2 separate regions of the Gossypium hirsutum genome follow, and region 1 is linked to region 2. A link is a contact called in public Hi-C data. All regions are on one chromosome and are shown on one strand. Each heading gives the region's core, a stretch centred on a gene start, on an enhancer-like site or on the middle of the called end of the contact. The rest is flanking DNA. Distances are from core to core; before and after follow the strand shown.

What was found. Hi-C and Micro-C count contacts between places; a contact is called where the count stands out from the background.
Region 1: a contact with region 2 is called in a Hi-C map of leaf, with 4 times the contacts expected there. The contact joins the promoter of LOC107897727 here to the enhancer-like site in region 2. A contact is called at or near these places in 5 of 34 Hi-C or Micro-C datasets (callus, hypocotyl and leaf).

What each region holds. Positions count from the first base shown.
Region 1 is chrA06:18,684,617-18,692,350 of Gossypium_hirsutum_v2.1, forward strand. It overlaps LOC107897727 (DNA repair protein recA homolog 3, mitochondrial), which reads right to left and starts at 3,178. Exons shown (of 8, transcript XM_016823285.2): 1 at 2,831-3,178; 2 at 2,587-2,644; 3 at 1,917-2,134; 4 at 1,713-1,800; 5 at 1,268-1,440; 6 at 790-936; 7 at 318-449; 8 at 1-63. The coding sequence starts at 2,887. LOC107897728 (nucleosome assembly protein 1;2) reads right to left here and starts at 6,731. Exons shown (of 13, transcript XM_016823287.2): 1 at 6,573-6,731; 2 at 6,376-6,435; 3 at 6,250-6,293; 4 at 6,070-6,165; 5 at 5,634-5,726; 6 at 5,464-5,551; 7 at 5,320-5,381; 8 at 5,040-5,224; 9 at 4,748-4,925; 10 at 4,616-4,659; 11 at 4,309-4,507; 12 at 4,181-4,192; 13 at 3,723-4,088. The coding sequence starts at 6,421. The coding sequence ends at 4,023.
Region 2 is chrA06:18,281,920-18,289,068 of Gossypium_hirsutum_v2.1, forward strand. No RefSeq gene overlaps it. Among protein-coding and RNA genes, the nearest start is that of LOC107887246, 18 kb to the left of the region's middle. Within about 2 kb of position 4,977, at least 3 of the 9 cell types and tissues checked have an H3K27ac peak or open chromatin away from gene starts, as enhancers often do. A contact at or near this core is called in leaf, where this site is marked.

The DNA of each region.
Region 1 (7,734 bases), core at 1,928-4,427, 400 kb after region 2:
ATTCTTAAATGGAGGGGCAAGCTTGTTCTTCACAACCTTCACAAGAACTTGACTTCCAATATTCTACAGATTAGACATTTCAAAAACACAATGAGACATAGAACATATGCAAGAGTGAGATCTGCTGGATTGCAGATAAAGCCACATGTTTAACTTGCTTGGGAATGTAAGAGACAGTTCAAAGGAAATTTTAACAAGTTGCTCAAGAAGTTTCAATCAAGCTAAGAGTAAAGAAACAAACCATTTATATGCGTTACCCACAACACATAAATCCAACCAACAAACTGAATAGGAAGGAAAGGGTGTGAGTTTGATACCTCTTCTCCTTTCTTGACAAGCCCTGTTCTCTTTATATTTAGACGCACTGAAGCATAAAACTTCAAGGCATTACCACCGCAGGTAACTTCGGTTGGCCCACCAAATCCAAATGTCGAAAGTTTTGACCTCACCTGATATGTTTAAATAGTTAGTATGTACTAAAAAAATATTACAAGCTACATTTAATTAGCGGTAACAATTTAGCTAGGAAATATTGCATCAATCAAACAACCAACTAATTACTGGTTAGAATTATTAATAAAGCCTTTAAATGGGGCAAAATTCAAAAAGTTGACCTAAGGGCAAAACTCACAATGTACACAGAGTCAGAGGCTACAACATTAATCAAACAAACTCAAAGCAAGAACTTTAACAACTGCTTGGCCACCTAAAGCTTTAGAGGTCTATGTTGCTAATATGGAGCTCATCATCAAAACTCATCAAGGAGATAATCGGGAATCAAACTTAAACCTGATTTATTAAAATCAATATGGTTTGAGACAATGATAAGGAATGGCATATTTTACGAAGAGCTTGGCTCATCAGTCTAGCCTGCATTGCCATATGAGCATCACCCATCTCGCCATCAAGCTCGCCTTTAGGCACAAGGGCAGCTACCTGAGATGAAAATTAAGCTATTATTAGGAGCTCACTGTAAATAGATATGATAAACAGCAGTATCACACAGATAAAATTATAGAATTTGAATCCTTCAAGGATGAGAACCCAATACTCTTGGCACACAAACACTAATTTGAAAAGTCCTCCCTCAAATTTGCATCATAGCACAACCTAATTACATAAGCAGTCCAAGGGAAGATGCAGACAAGGAAAACAAAGCATATTTCACAAGTCACAAACACGGCAGAAGCACATTCTACCAACTATCAGCAGTATTTATCACACCAAACTCCATAATGGAAAAAAAATGAATCTAGGAACACCTTACGCTGTCAACAACTACAACATCAACTGATCCACTACGTATAAGGGTGTCCACAAGACTGAGAGCTTGTTCTCCACAATCTGGTTGCGAAAGGAGCAAATTCTCAGTGTTCACCCCAATTGTCTCAGCTAGAGCAGGATCAAGAGCATGCTCAGCATCGACAAAAGCACAATAACCTGCATTTGAATATTATAGCCATATGTAAGCATTCAGCAGAAAGATAACAGAAACAACCTCAACAGCACAGAAGATAGCCACAACAAAATCTGGTGCACCCTCCAAATGCAATCATCTCATAAATACATTTAACGTTATACGCTGCATACAAAACCTTTATAATAGTTCAGATGCCTTATTATAAACCACCTTTACATAGAATGGATTTCATAACGAGTCAGCACAATCAATCATAAATCACACAGTACTAAGCTAAAATACATTCAGTGACCTCCTTGCTTTTGTGCTTCAGCAATTACATGTAAAGCAAGTGTCGTTTTCCCAGAAGCCTCTGGTCCAAATATCTCTATGACACGGCCCTGTAAAATTCCAACAGAGATGTATAAGGAACTAAAAAGCATCACAAGCAGCTATTACTTAGTAGCAGACTAGCAGCATAAATGGTAAAAGAACTGAAACAAGAATTTTAGAGTACTTTTGGAAGGCCACCGATTCCAAGTGCTATGTCCAGAGCAAAAGAACCAGTGGAAACTACTGGAACATTTCGATGAGACATAGCACGACCAAGCCACATGATAGATCCTTTTCCAAAAGAACTCGTAATCTGATCCAAGGCAAGTTTTAGAGCTAAATCTTTCTTGGACATATTCTCATCGCACGAATCACTTGAATCTGACTTGGATTTCCTTCTACCTTCAATAGGACACAAACAAAGAAATAACCGAACACAAGAAAGCATCAGATTTCTTTTATTCAAAAAAAAAAAAAAGATTATTAGATTTCACTTTTTAACTCAAATGAATCCAGTTCAAGAAAAATAGCCAAAGAACCCCATCTATTAAATGGCATGAATTTATAATTTTTATTGTTGGATAAAAGATGACACTACGTTAAGCACTGCGCTTTACAGTACAGCTGACTTGTTTCAATTAAATATTATAGAATTCAAACATTTATTAATCTAATAAAAATCCCATGACAAAGCACTCTTCTACAATCACATTCAGATGATTACCTGAATTAAAATTCTACTCAAAAACCAAAACGTGATTTAACCAAACATAGAATTAGAATACCAGATACCCAAATAACAATATTTGAGTACCAACATTCAAATTGAAGCTTTTCAAAGGAATTTCATTTACCTTTTGAAGAAAAGTTACACAGCTGAGAAGATGACCTTAACACCCCTCCCCTACAAACCTGCAAAAAGGAAAAAGAGAAAAATTGATTCACGGCTTCGAATATATATATATTTCTACTGTTCCTGAACCACCATTTTTTATATAAAAAAATGAACATAGTGCAAGACAATCAGATTAAACATGAGAAAAACAAAGGATATGAAGTTATGGAAGAAAATAAAGAAAAGGGTAAGGTTTTTAAAACCTGTGGAGCGAAGAGAGAACGTTTAAGAGATGAAACATTTCGAAGAAAGCTGGCCATAGCATGCAAGGGAAAGGAGCTTTGTTTAGAAGTATAAGATGTGGGAAAAGAAGAACAAACTAGTTGTGATTAGATGTTACTTAGTACCATGGATTAAAAAGAGAGTAAAGAAATGGAAAGACAAACAGACAGACACTGAGGTCTGCTGCTGTGGGTCTGGGATGTTAGGGTTTGAGTTTCCCTCCTTTTCGAGATTTGCACTACAGTGGTTTGGTACCCCCCAGGGGCGGGGGAGAGGGAGCCTGCTGGTTGGCCCGTCTGGGCCTCCAGGGAATTTTAATCAAATTTGGTGTTCCTATTATATTGTATTATTTTGTTGTATTATATTCCGTTTTTATTATTAATGTAACGCTTTCTTATTCCAAATCATTAATATCGTTAAAAAATGGTTAATTATTGAGATTTTTTCTATGAAGTTGAGCCGAATTTTTTTAAAATTACAAAAATAATGACATATAATTCTTTGATCTTTTTTATTGCTATGAGAATTTAGGAAAATCATATCAACCTATTAAGAAATTTTTTTAATAAATATGAACTAAGGCATAATACTTAAAACAGTGAAATAAATCTAATTTTTTCAAACAAAATCTACAATAACCGTAGAGAATACTGTGGGTCTTCTTCCTTTATTAATTTCAAGGAGAAAGGGCTGCGACAGATGTTTTATTTAGTATTATTTTTGCATCCATAATTTTTTGAAGTTGCAAGAACATTAGAAATAAAATTAAAGATCCATGGAAATACAATGTGATCATAATTGTTGCCGTCCAACCACAAGCCATGCGCAAGAGAACTCGGTATATAAAAGGAATATGCAAAAGAGAACAAAAAATAACTTTAATCAGACCGGCCATTAAATAATTGATAACAAGCTATCACAAGAACTCTTAAAAGTTTCTGGAAACATTAAACATTAAAACAAAATCCCAAAACATCTTAGACTACCATTACCAGACCATCCTACCAAACCAACAGACCAAAAAGGATAAAACGACTGTAGAAACCAATCATACTCATAGCAATAACATAAAACTGTAGAAATAAATAACCACCAAAACTGCAAACCCTCCCTTTCTCCCGCTTCTTCCAATCAAAATCTTATAAACCACACTCCGACAGCAGCAATTAATTTCTACTGCTGCTTGCATTCCGGAGGCCTCTCACCTTGCTGCCCATCCCCTACTGCTTTACCACTCTTCTGCAATACACAACGAACAACGAACATAATTAAGAATAAATTTTCAATAGAAGGGCCAAAAGAGAGACCTAAATGATATGGAATTGGTGTACCTTATGAGCCGACTGCAGCACATTTTCAAGCAATATGCAAGAAACAAAAGAAATATTAGCATCACTTCAGATTTTGAACAAACAATTGAGCACACATTATAACACACCCTAAATTTAGCATCTCATACCTTCTTTTTGGTCTTACTTCCTTCGTCATCATCCTCATCCTCATCGTCAGCATCCTCATCCTCTTCCTCATCATCCTCTTCCTCATCATCATCATCGTCATCTTCTTCATCGTCATCTATATCAAGCTCATCTCCCTGGATAGCTTCTCCTGTAAACCATGACACAGCATGTGGAATAATCTTGTCCCGAATTGTTGATCTGCAAAAAGAAACAGATAGCATAAAATAAGTAGGTATTTCAAATACATGTAACAATGATTAATGATGTCTCACTCAATAACTAGAGTAAGAAGAAAAGAGAACATACCCGATGTCATAATCTTGTTCCATTTGATTTTGTAGCTCCTCAGCCTGTGCAAGAAAGTAAAAACAATTGGAATAGCAGAAGAAATGTAATCAATCATCAATGTTTATATAGATCTGGTGAGGTTGGGCTTACAGTATCTTCATCAATGTCTTCATCATCCTCAGGAACTTGCGGAGGATTGAAGAAGTTGAAGAAACTTTCACACTCCTCTGTTTTAGTGATTGGCTTGGCATTCTTTGAACCCTTCTTAGGCTTCTTTTTAAGAAGCTTTTGCGTTAAGCATTTTCCAGGATACCATTCAATTTCAGTCCTACAAATTAGGTGTAAAGAAGTTTTAGTTAAAAGAAGTAAGAACCTCCTGTAATCTGGACATATTTAACAATCCAATAGGGAATTCTCTAAAAGGATAGGTAATAGTATTTACCCAATTGCTTTCTCAAGAATAGGTTCATCTTCATCAATCATGAGATATGTCTTTGTCAGCACAGTATTCTTGAAATAAGGATTGGTGTCTAAGTAAAACTCAAGCTTGAATCCTTTGGGTTCCTCTACCCTGTACCACTTAATATCCTTGAGATACTTGAGAGCTCCTTCATCACGCTCAGTGATCTGGTTCCAAACACAAAGGATGTAGAGAGAAGCTTAACCATTTCCAACCAAAAAAACAAAAAGAGTTATAAAAATAATAGTAATTGGATACTCACCTCATCAGAGAGCACTTCATTATTTTTCATTGCAGTAAGCCAAAAATCAGGCACCCCTTTCTCTGCATAAAGCATAATTTTATAAATATCGTCCACAGAAAGAAAGATGCATATGGGAAAAGAAATGACTCAATAAGATCATACCTTCAGCATCCTTCTCCTCTCCTTGGTCCTTGGCAGCTTCATTTGCTGTTCCTTCAGCATCAGCAAGGCCATTCACAATATCATATCGCTACAAAAATAAGGTAATAAGTCAGGTGAATGGCGACAGTAACTGATTAGCCAATAACTAAAGCAAAATTGAAAATGCAAACCTTTGCATACAAGGGTTGATATAGTTTTTGATATTTAGCTTCAAGTGCAGCCCTCTCCTCAAAAAACCTAGCCTCCAATTCATCATGTTGGCTCTGTTAAAGAAAAATAGGGATCAAAAAAGGCATTCCCCTTCCAATCACATTGCAGCTAAGATAAATAAAAGTTAGATTACAACAATCTAAATCAATCTAGCTGGGAACGGAAAGTAGCTGCCGAGCAAGAACAATGAACTTTCTACCATACCAAAAGTAAATCCAATAAAAATGTGCATAGATGATCTTAGAAATTCAACACATTAACAACCCCATACATCCAAGATACTCGAGTTTCTTAACCATAATAGAGTAAACCCGGCTACAAAAACAACTAAACCATTAGTGATATCAGAGTAAAACTTAACAGAGCATCGAAAAAGCTCAGGGAGAAAGAACATGCCTGGATCTCCCTAAGAACCTCGACACGCTTCCTGACAATCGGTGATAGGCTCTCCAGCACATCGGAGTGATCCCCAGCAAGACTTTGAAGTTTATTCTGCAAACCAAAATATCAAAAAACAAAAAAAAAATGAAAAAAATAACAAAAAGAAAACCAAAAACAATTATGGGTGTCACCCACCTTGAGAGCGTTAACGAGACCAGCTCGTGCTTCGGCATTAAGAGCTGCAACCAAAAATAGAAACTGAGAGAAGCGATAAGAGTGAAGCGATAGTATTGTAGATAAAGAAGAGAAAAATATCAATACCATCGCCAAGACCGGACATGTTGAAGTTAACTAATTCGTTGCTCATTGACGATATTATTTCTAAGAGAAGAAAAAAAATGAAATAAGGTTGATTTGGAGAGGAAAAGGAGAATGTAAAACCCTAGATTCGAGAAATTGGGAAAAAGAATAGGGTTTGAGTGAGAGAGGCGTGTCGCTTAACAATCCTCTCCCTTTACCTTACGAAAACCTAAAATCCGCGAAACTAGTTTTTATCGCGTAAGCAAAGCACTTTTTGTTTTTCACTTGTTTTTTTTTTTTTTTTTTTCGTTTCCTTGATGGCTATAAATAGGGCTCGCACCGCTTTTGAATTTGTTTAAAATGGTAAGCAAATCCCAGCCTTATCATGGTTACCCAAAAGTTCATTTCATATCCGTAAATGGAGATTTTAAAATTTTATTGATTAAATATTTTTTTCAAAATATTGTCTTTCTATTATTAAATTTTAATAATTTTAATTTTACTATAATATTATTTTTTATTTTTATACTTGAAACTTAACCTTTAACTAAATTTTTAAATATATTTATTCAATTTTCAATTAGGGTTTTTACTTGTTTTAAATTCCAACAACAAAATCTGTTAATAATTTCTTCAATTGAGTTGACCTCATTTTTATGCTAAATTTATTTAAAACTTAGTAAGTATAAATGAAAGTAAGGACCAATAATTTAAGATATGTCTAGTTTATGACATAATTATTTATTATTTTATAAAATTACTCTATTTTTAAAATTTAGTTGACGGTTATTCATGTAGTTAAGATTAATGATAAATTTAGTAAGTAAAGAAAGATTTAGTTAGTGTAAATAAAAATAATAATTAGGTTTAAATTATAACGTTGTAATTTAGGATAAATCTAAGGCGCCAATATTTATTGTTTTATAATAATTACTACATCCATCATGTCAAGCTCAATAATAGAATTAATAAATAAAATGGAATTAATGTTTAGATTTAAACAATAATACTATTTTTTTTTTAAATTTATGTTTAATAATTTCTTCAATTGAATTGACGCGATTTATTATGTTAAGCATAAAGAAAGATTTAGTAAGTATAAATAAAAGTGATATTTAGATTAAAGTCATAATGCTATAATTTAGGATAGGTCTAAATTATGGGGCTAATATTCATTATTTTATAATAATTACTATATCTTTATAATTTAGTTGACGTCATTGGTCATGTTAAGCTCGATAATAGATTTAGTAAGTAAAAATGGAATTAATGTTTAGATTTAAACAATAATATTTTTTTAAAAAAATTTATGTTTAATAATTTCTACAATTGGGTTGATGTCATTCATAATGTTAAGCTTAAAAAAAGATTTAGTAAGTG
Region 2 (7,149 bases), core at 3,727-6,226:
GTACTAATTTGAAATTAAAATCAAATTCAAATACTAAAAACTATATTTACCTAAAATCTAAAGACTATATTTTCTATCTCGTACCAAAAACAAAGTTTAACGAAAGGAGAAAAGTAACAAAGTTGAGGCATTGCTAAACAACAGTAACAGTTGGAGTACCAAATAACTAGATTGATTTGCATGATGAAGTATATAAACCTAACAAAAGGAAATGATATAAGCAATATGTCCAATACTAATTTCATGCAGGTGGAAAAAGCAAGATGCATGTCATTATAGTCGATTTGTTTTACAGATCAACTCACCATTGCCGTGAATGCAAGGTGTTTTGCTCATCTGATGGTTGAACCTCCTTTCATGCAAAAAATGGACAGAACAAGATTACTAGGATAAAGTCACAGAGAAAGACAAACAATGAAGGATCAGAAAGTCATGCTGCAAAAATCATATGCTTGGATGAAAAATCATGTAGGGTTCGACAGCAATAAAGTTGTCATATTTTGTTAATATTCTTTATTTTTGTTGCTGTTTCTAATTTTCAGGGATACAGGATTATTTTGCCAATAACTTCTTGGTTTGCTGGTAATCAGCCATTTAAGGCAGCCACCATATCCAGGTTCTACTGCAACATCCAGCCCTCCACCCAACTTGGCTAATTTGCCGTCAATTAATAGAGTCAGAATAATAGAATTTAGAACTAATTTGAGTTCTCTAGGCCGAGGCAAGAGCAAATCTAATTCTAACTAGACTGGCTTATGGGACCGGACACAATCCAATTCCTTTAGATCTTCAAAATACAAACGTATGGTTAAGTCAACAGTTCAAAGCTCAAAAGAAAGACTGTAGCTTTCACACTTACCCTATCCATCAAAGAACAGTTACTTATTGTCTCCCAGCTCTCACTGTCCAAGCATAATATTTCAACTTCCCCACTATCACATGTAATCTGTCAATTGCATGGAAACAAATTTAATCAAAAGAGTTGGATTGTTTTACCCTTAGCCAAGCAGAGTATGTCACTCTTTCATTTGAGTTTCTTTCTTTTTTCTTTCTGTGTGTGGTGTGGAAGTTCGTTAATGCACTTATATCACATTTTATAGCTAATTAAGAAAGTCAACAATAGTAAAACAAACTCTTTCAGAAAGAAAATATAAATAAACTGAAAAAAGAAAATATGAGAATGAATATTCAATTCAAAATCAATAAAACCTTATTACTTGAACACATTAAAGACAACCAAATAAATAAAATCAACAACTCCAGTTAAACTGAATTTCTCACATAGTTCCCAAGCAGCATCTAAAATTTATATTACAGAACAAATACTCCATTGACTAACAATATGTGCAAGCAGTTACCTTGTGAGTGTTGTTTTTTCTGGGTTAAAGTCATCCACGGTGCCTGAATAGAAACTGAAAAATAAAGATAAAATAAAATGAAACTTAAACCGGCATATATTGCAAAACTTGCAGAAAGATCTATTCCTTTGACTTACCAGCTATCAAAGGCAGACCATGCTTTGATCCGCTGTCCAATTAATACCTCATTTCTGGTACCCGATTCCTGCTTAGTTAAAAAGAACTGTTAGTGATGAAACATTAAAACAAAGGTACTGGGGAAAAGGCCGTGAATAGAACAGAATAGGAAAAGAAAAACTGAAACCTTGCACAGAAAGAAAAATCCATGAATAGGAAGGGTATCCACAAACCGATCATATATACCATCTATGCGGCCAGGCATCAAACGCTAAGTAAGTTACAAGCATGCGACATAGGTGACAAAATGGCAGAACCCAGAAACGCTAAAGTGTTCAACTTATCAGAAATTTAAAGCTTCAATGAAGCAACAATGCACAAAAATGTTAAGCATTGACAGCAATCGCAACATCAAAACCTTAGGAAATATCAACGAGGTTCCCAAATAAGAAACCCTAATATATAAATCAACGTAAGAGGCTAGGGGAAAAAAATAAGGGATTTGGGGAAAATTTTATTGCTCAATCGAAGAGGAGGAAGAGAAAGTTACCAGAAATTCTAGGGAAAAAAAAAAGAGATTTGGGAAAAATTTTAGGGGAAAATGTTAAGGAATTTGGGGATAAAACTAAGCCTAGCAAAAACGGTTAGGTTCTTAAAAATTTTTCTCATAAAGGTTGCTATTGTTTTACTTTTAGCGGTATTTATGAAAAAATACCGCTACTGTTTACTTTTGTTTGCCATAAACGCTGCTATTGTTTTATCTTTTGCGGTGTTTTCGGTGTGCGGTGTTTTCGGTGTAATGTTCCATCTCACCGGATGTAATCCAAACACATGTATCCTAATGCTTCACGAATTAAAACAATCTTTCAGAGCAGTATTCACATTCAGATTGCGAGGCTGCAGTATTTCATTCTAGATGTTGACGTGGAAGGCTATCATATGTATAGGGTTTTCTTCATTATACAGTGTCTGATGTCTTGTTCACTTTCATGGTATCAACTGTAATTGCTGTATGGCAAGGGTTAGGACTGTGTAATTTGGCATAATTGTAGGGTTAACAATAATTAATCATGGGGTCATTATGACTATATATTTTGTCATCTGATTCTCCTGCACTGCACTGTGAATGCAGACACAGTTGAAGTAAAGCAGGTGTTTTGGAGAATTTTCAATTCAAAAGATCAAATCAGGGAGCTAACTAATTTCACCATTTGGCCAGCTCTTTGCAAGCTTTGGCATTACTGTCTTCCACCTTTTTTGCATCATATGCTTCACATCATCATCATCAGACATGCCTAACCTTTTGTTTCACTTGTTACTATATCGAAACAGCTCAAAGCATGTTTGTGACAGCTTTCCCTTGAATGAGCTAGCTGCTCATGTTCACATATCTCAAACTACTTCCCAATAAGTTCAACATTGTCAACACCCAAGTCTTCTTCCAGTTGTTTTATGGCATTTCATTTTATTTCCTTTTGTCCCATCCCATCTGTTGCGAATCACATGATGAACTCTTTTGAAATGATGTTATTTGAATATCTCAAAAGCACCCATTTTTTTCTGCTATATGTGAAGATCTTAAGGGTTCAACTTCATCCATCATTATTCCCAACGGGGAATATGACACTTATTCTGCAATTATGCATATAATACTAAAAAGTTATGCATTTTGAGTTATGGAATAATCTTGTTAGAAAACTAGCATTATAGTAAGCACCATATTAATTTTATTCTCCAGACCGTCTTTTTTGGCAAGTAGCAGTCTTTTGGTTGTTGGGGGGGGGGGATTTATATTTATTTGTTGGAAAATGGAGAGGATGGGGTTGTCAATCAAGTTTAGGACAAATCCTTTGCGTGAGCTATGATTTGCCGGGTCAGATCCTAACGTTGTTCCTGCGAACCTGACTACCTTCGTTTGTAACTTCGTATAAAGCCAAAAATGATAGGCGCTTGTCAGAGATATTGTGTTTATCACATTTAACTTTCAAAGTATCAGAACCAGATTTTCCATGTTGAATCCAAGCCCAAGGACCATTAACTTAAGGGTATTGACTGAAACAGCAGCAATATATAGTTCCTGCTACTTACTAACTGGTGACAGTGTAATCAAATTTTAAGAGATCTTTTGTCTTATTAAACTTGCTTGAAAGATGAAGTGATCCAAGTCAGCTGTTTTGGCTTCAGTACAGGCACACAGAAAGGATTTGAATATCCTGTTCTTGTTTCCAAAATCTTGTAAATTGGACGCTACCGGCTCTTCCCTATCTATATTGAACCTTGGGATAGTTCATCAGGATTCTGTACAACAGTAGAATTAAATATGGAACATGACTTGGCAATGCTCACTAAAGAACAAATGGATTAACAATATGACAAGCAACAGCTATAAAACAATGTAATCTGCCATTCAGCAGCTTCAAAGCCTCTGCTAGATCGAAAACGCCATTGATGGAGTACGGCTGCCTTGCTCAGAGCATCCAAGACTTACATGGTTCTATTTTCTATTTGATTCCAATGACCTCACTTCAGAACAAACTGTCCTGGCCATTGAATTATATGATATCCACCACAGATCATCATCATCATCCAAGATCCAATACCCGATTCTGGGAAAAGGGATTCACCTTTTCATCACTGGAGAACAAATTGACCACACCATGCAATGCACCTCAGAAGGTAAAGATTTTAGTGATAGAGAGGTGAGATGGTGCTTTTTTCCTTTCTTCTTCTTAGATTTCTTTCTTTCATGCGCATGGATATACTTTAATTGTGATTTAGACCTGATATAGTTCAACTAAGTTCCATAATAAGTTACAAAATATGGGACCAAATCGTAGGGTCATTGGTAGAGTCTAACAACAGTAGCAATCCATATCTATGACCTATATGATCCTTGATGTTGATTATTGGCAATGGCAACAATAGAAACCTGAAAATAAGTTTGAGATTGAAATTGGGTTTTAAAAATTATATAAATTTCATAGGATATGTCGATTACTGGCTAAATGATTATGATGACATCTCAGGGTCGATGAACATAACATATATAGAAAGCTCAAAGCTGTAAGGAAAATAGTGATAATCTAGGAGTATATAGCAAGAATAAGTAAGGTGCAATGCAAAATAACGGTAAAAAAAGGGGTTGGGGGCGGGGGGGGGCCGGGGGCTAATGGGTCCTATTCTAAGACGTATCCTCCATCTTGTCTGGTAAAGCAGCCGATAGTAGCGACAAACGCTCAAAGCACGAGCGCATATGAAACTGAGGTTTGCAACACATCAAGTGGGGCCTCGTTTTTTTGCCAAGCTACAATTAAAGTACCTTCCAGGAAAGGGCATCGACAGTAAAAAGTTCCCGACCTAACCTACCTTGCTAACCCTAGCTACCTCCCATTAATATTTCTCAAACATTGTTGTTGCTTGGTGATAGGTCTTAATTAATGAAGTTCTTAGTTTTGTTGTATTATTAGATTATTAGAGCATATAATGTATGCGTATATATCCCTATCATGGCAGTGGGGTTGTGATGGTCCATATTGTGGACTTCTGCTCCAAAGGGTAGATGACATCAGTATAAGATAGTGAAAAGTGGAATATATGAATGAAACCAGAGAAAGACAAAAATTAAGTTCAAAAGCTAGCCTTCTCACTGTCATCAATCAAAGGACTTGTTTTAGGCTTTTAGCCATCATGATTCTTCTTCTCCTCTTCTTCTTTTCATGTGTTAAAGCAGCTTTTGAGCTAATGCATCGAAATTAAGAAAGCGGGTTTATGGTTTTGTACTGTTTTCATGCACGTATGCGTGGATATGATTGCTGTAGGTGTGAGAGAGAGAGAGAGATTTTTGGGGGTGCAAAGCAAATGGGTGGGGTGGGGGATGTTGACGTAGTTGGTTTGGACCACGTAATCTTTTTAGGAAGGGTTTGATTGATCCCAATAAAGATTTGGAGTATCTCACAAGTCACAAAAGTTCACCCCCTTCCCCCACCCTACCGTATGTATTTTTGTGGAGGACCTTTGGGTTTGAGGTGGCATGGCTGCCTCAGCCTCAACATCACCCACATGATTCATGACTCATACTTCTTCATTCATGCTAGTCTTCCTCACCCACACTCTTGATACTTGAATTGAAACCCACGTTTGGTTTCTTCTCTCTTTCTCTGTGTGTATAGGCTGATAGTGTTCATCATGAAGAAGCATATATTGACTTTTGAAGCTCGTTGCGGGTGTTTTCCACGACACACATGTATATATTTTTGTAATAAAAAACTCATTCAAGGAATCTGACTTCCCCCTGCCCCACTATTGGAAAAAAGCTCACTTAATGAATGCTAAAACCGTTGTGTAGCATACATGTCAACATTCCAACTTTCTGTCCAGCACATTCAATAGATTTTCTTCAACGCTGGAAAAGAAAAGAAAAAAGAGAGTAGATTTTTTTTATATAATTTTCATACCCTTCAGCTTAAAGTTGTTAATTTCTGACATAATTTGATTATTAATGTTGTTAATTAGTCTAAATAATTAATAATATTTATTTTTTGATTAAAACATTACATAATTATATATAATTTGAATACCCTAATAGTCTTAAAAGAGACTTCCTATTCTTTTAAGTTTGTATTACTTTTTTTTTTTACATTATAAGATAATGTCATTTCAATTTTGGCACCGAAACTATACTGAAACTTGAGAATTAATATATATACTTTAATTTTCAACATAATTTAGTCTCTTTATTTTATAGTGTCATTAATTAATATAAATAGTTAATATTGTTAACTATTTTAATCAAAATGCTAACATCAATTTTTCTCAAGAACACTATTTCAACAATTTTTTTATCATGATGTTTCCAATGAGTGAAAAAAAAAAATCCTAATCACTATTTTCAACATTATTTTTATTGTTATATGACTATTAGGTGAATTTGTTTTTAAAAAAATTCAAAATGCTACGCCAAAGAATTTAATAAAAGAATTTTAATGATGGTAACAACTGGACCTAAATTTTTAAATCCGAAAAATAGAGAACTGTGGAGTGTGCCTTGCATTTCGTCCGAAATAGAGTCGATATCGTGACGAGGAAGAGCCGACGTCATGACGACACGACACACGGCGTCTTGAAAAGAAGAATCCATCGTCTCAACGATGCGAAAAATGATGTCCCAAAGAACTGATAGCTATGCCACAACGTGGCGACGTGTATCCTACTAAAATGAGTATCTTTTCCTAGTTAAACTCTGCTATCTTTTCCTAGTCGAACTCTAATAACTTTAGGGATATTCTAATTAGATTAGTCATGAATTTTAGCCTATAAATAGAGTTTTAGCAACCCTAGAGAGCTTGATTCAATAACAAAAATGAAGAGAAAATTTGTGAGAATTTCAGGAGAACTTTGTATTTTTTTGGGTTCGAGATTATTTTTGTTTCTCCATCTTGCACTTCTTTTTTGGTATTTTCCGTTTTAGTGAAGTTTCTTTACCCATGGTTTTTAATCCTTTTTGAAAGGGTATTTCCACGTAAATATTTGTATCCAATTTTCTCATTTTTCGTTCTTGTTCGTTGCATAATTCAGGTTTAACCCAACAAACTAGTATTAGATCAAGGTTCAGTTTCCGCATTCAACTTGTTCAAAGATGGAAATGAGGTACGATATCGAGAATTTCAATGGGATC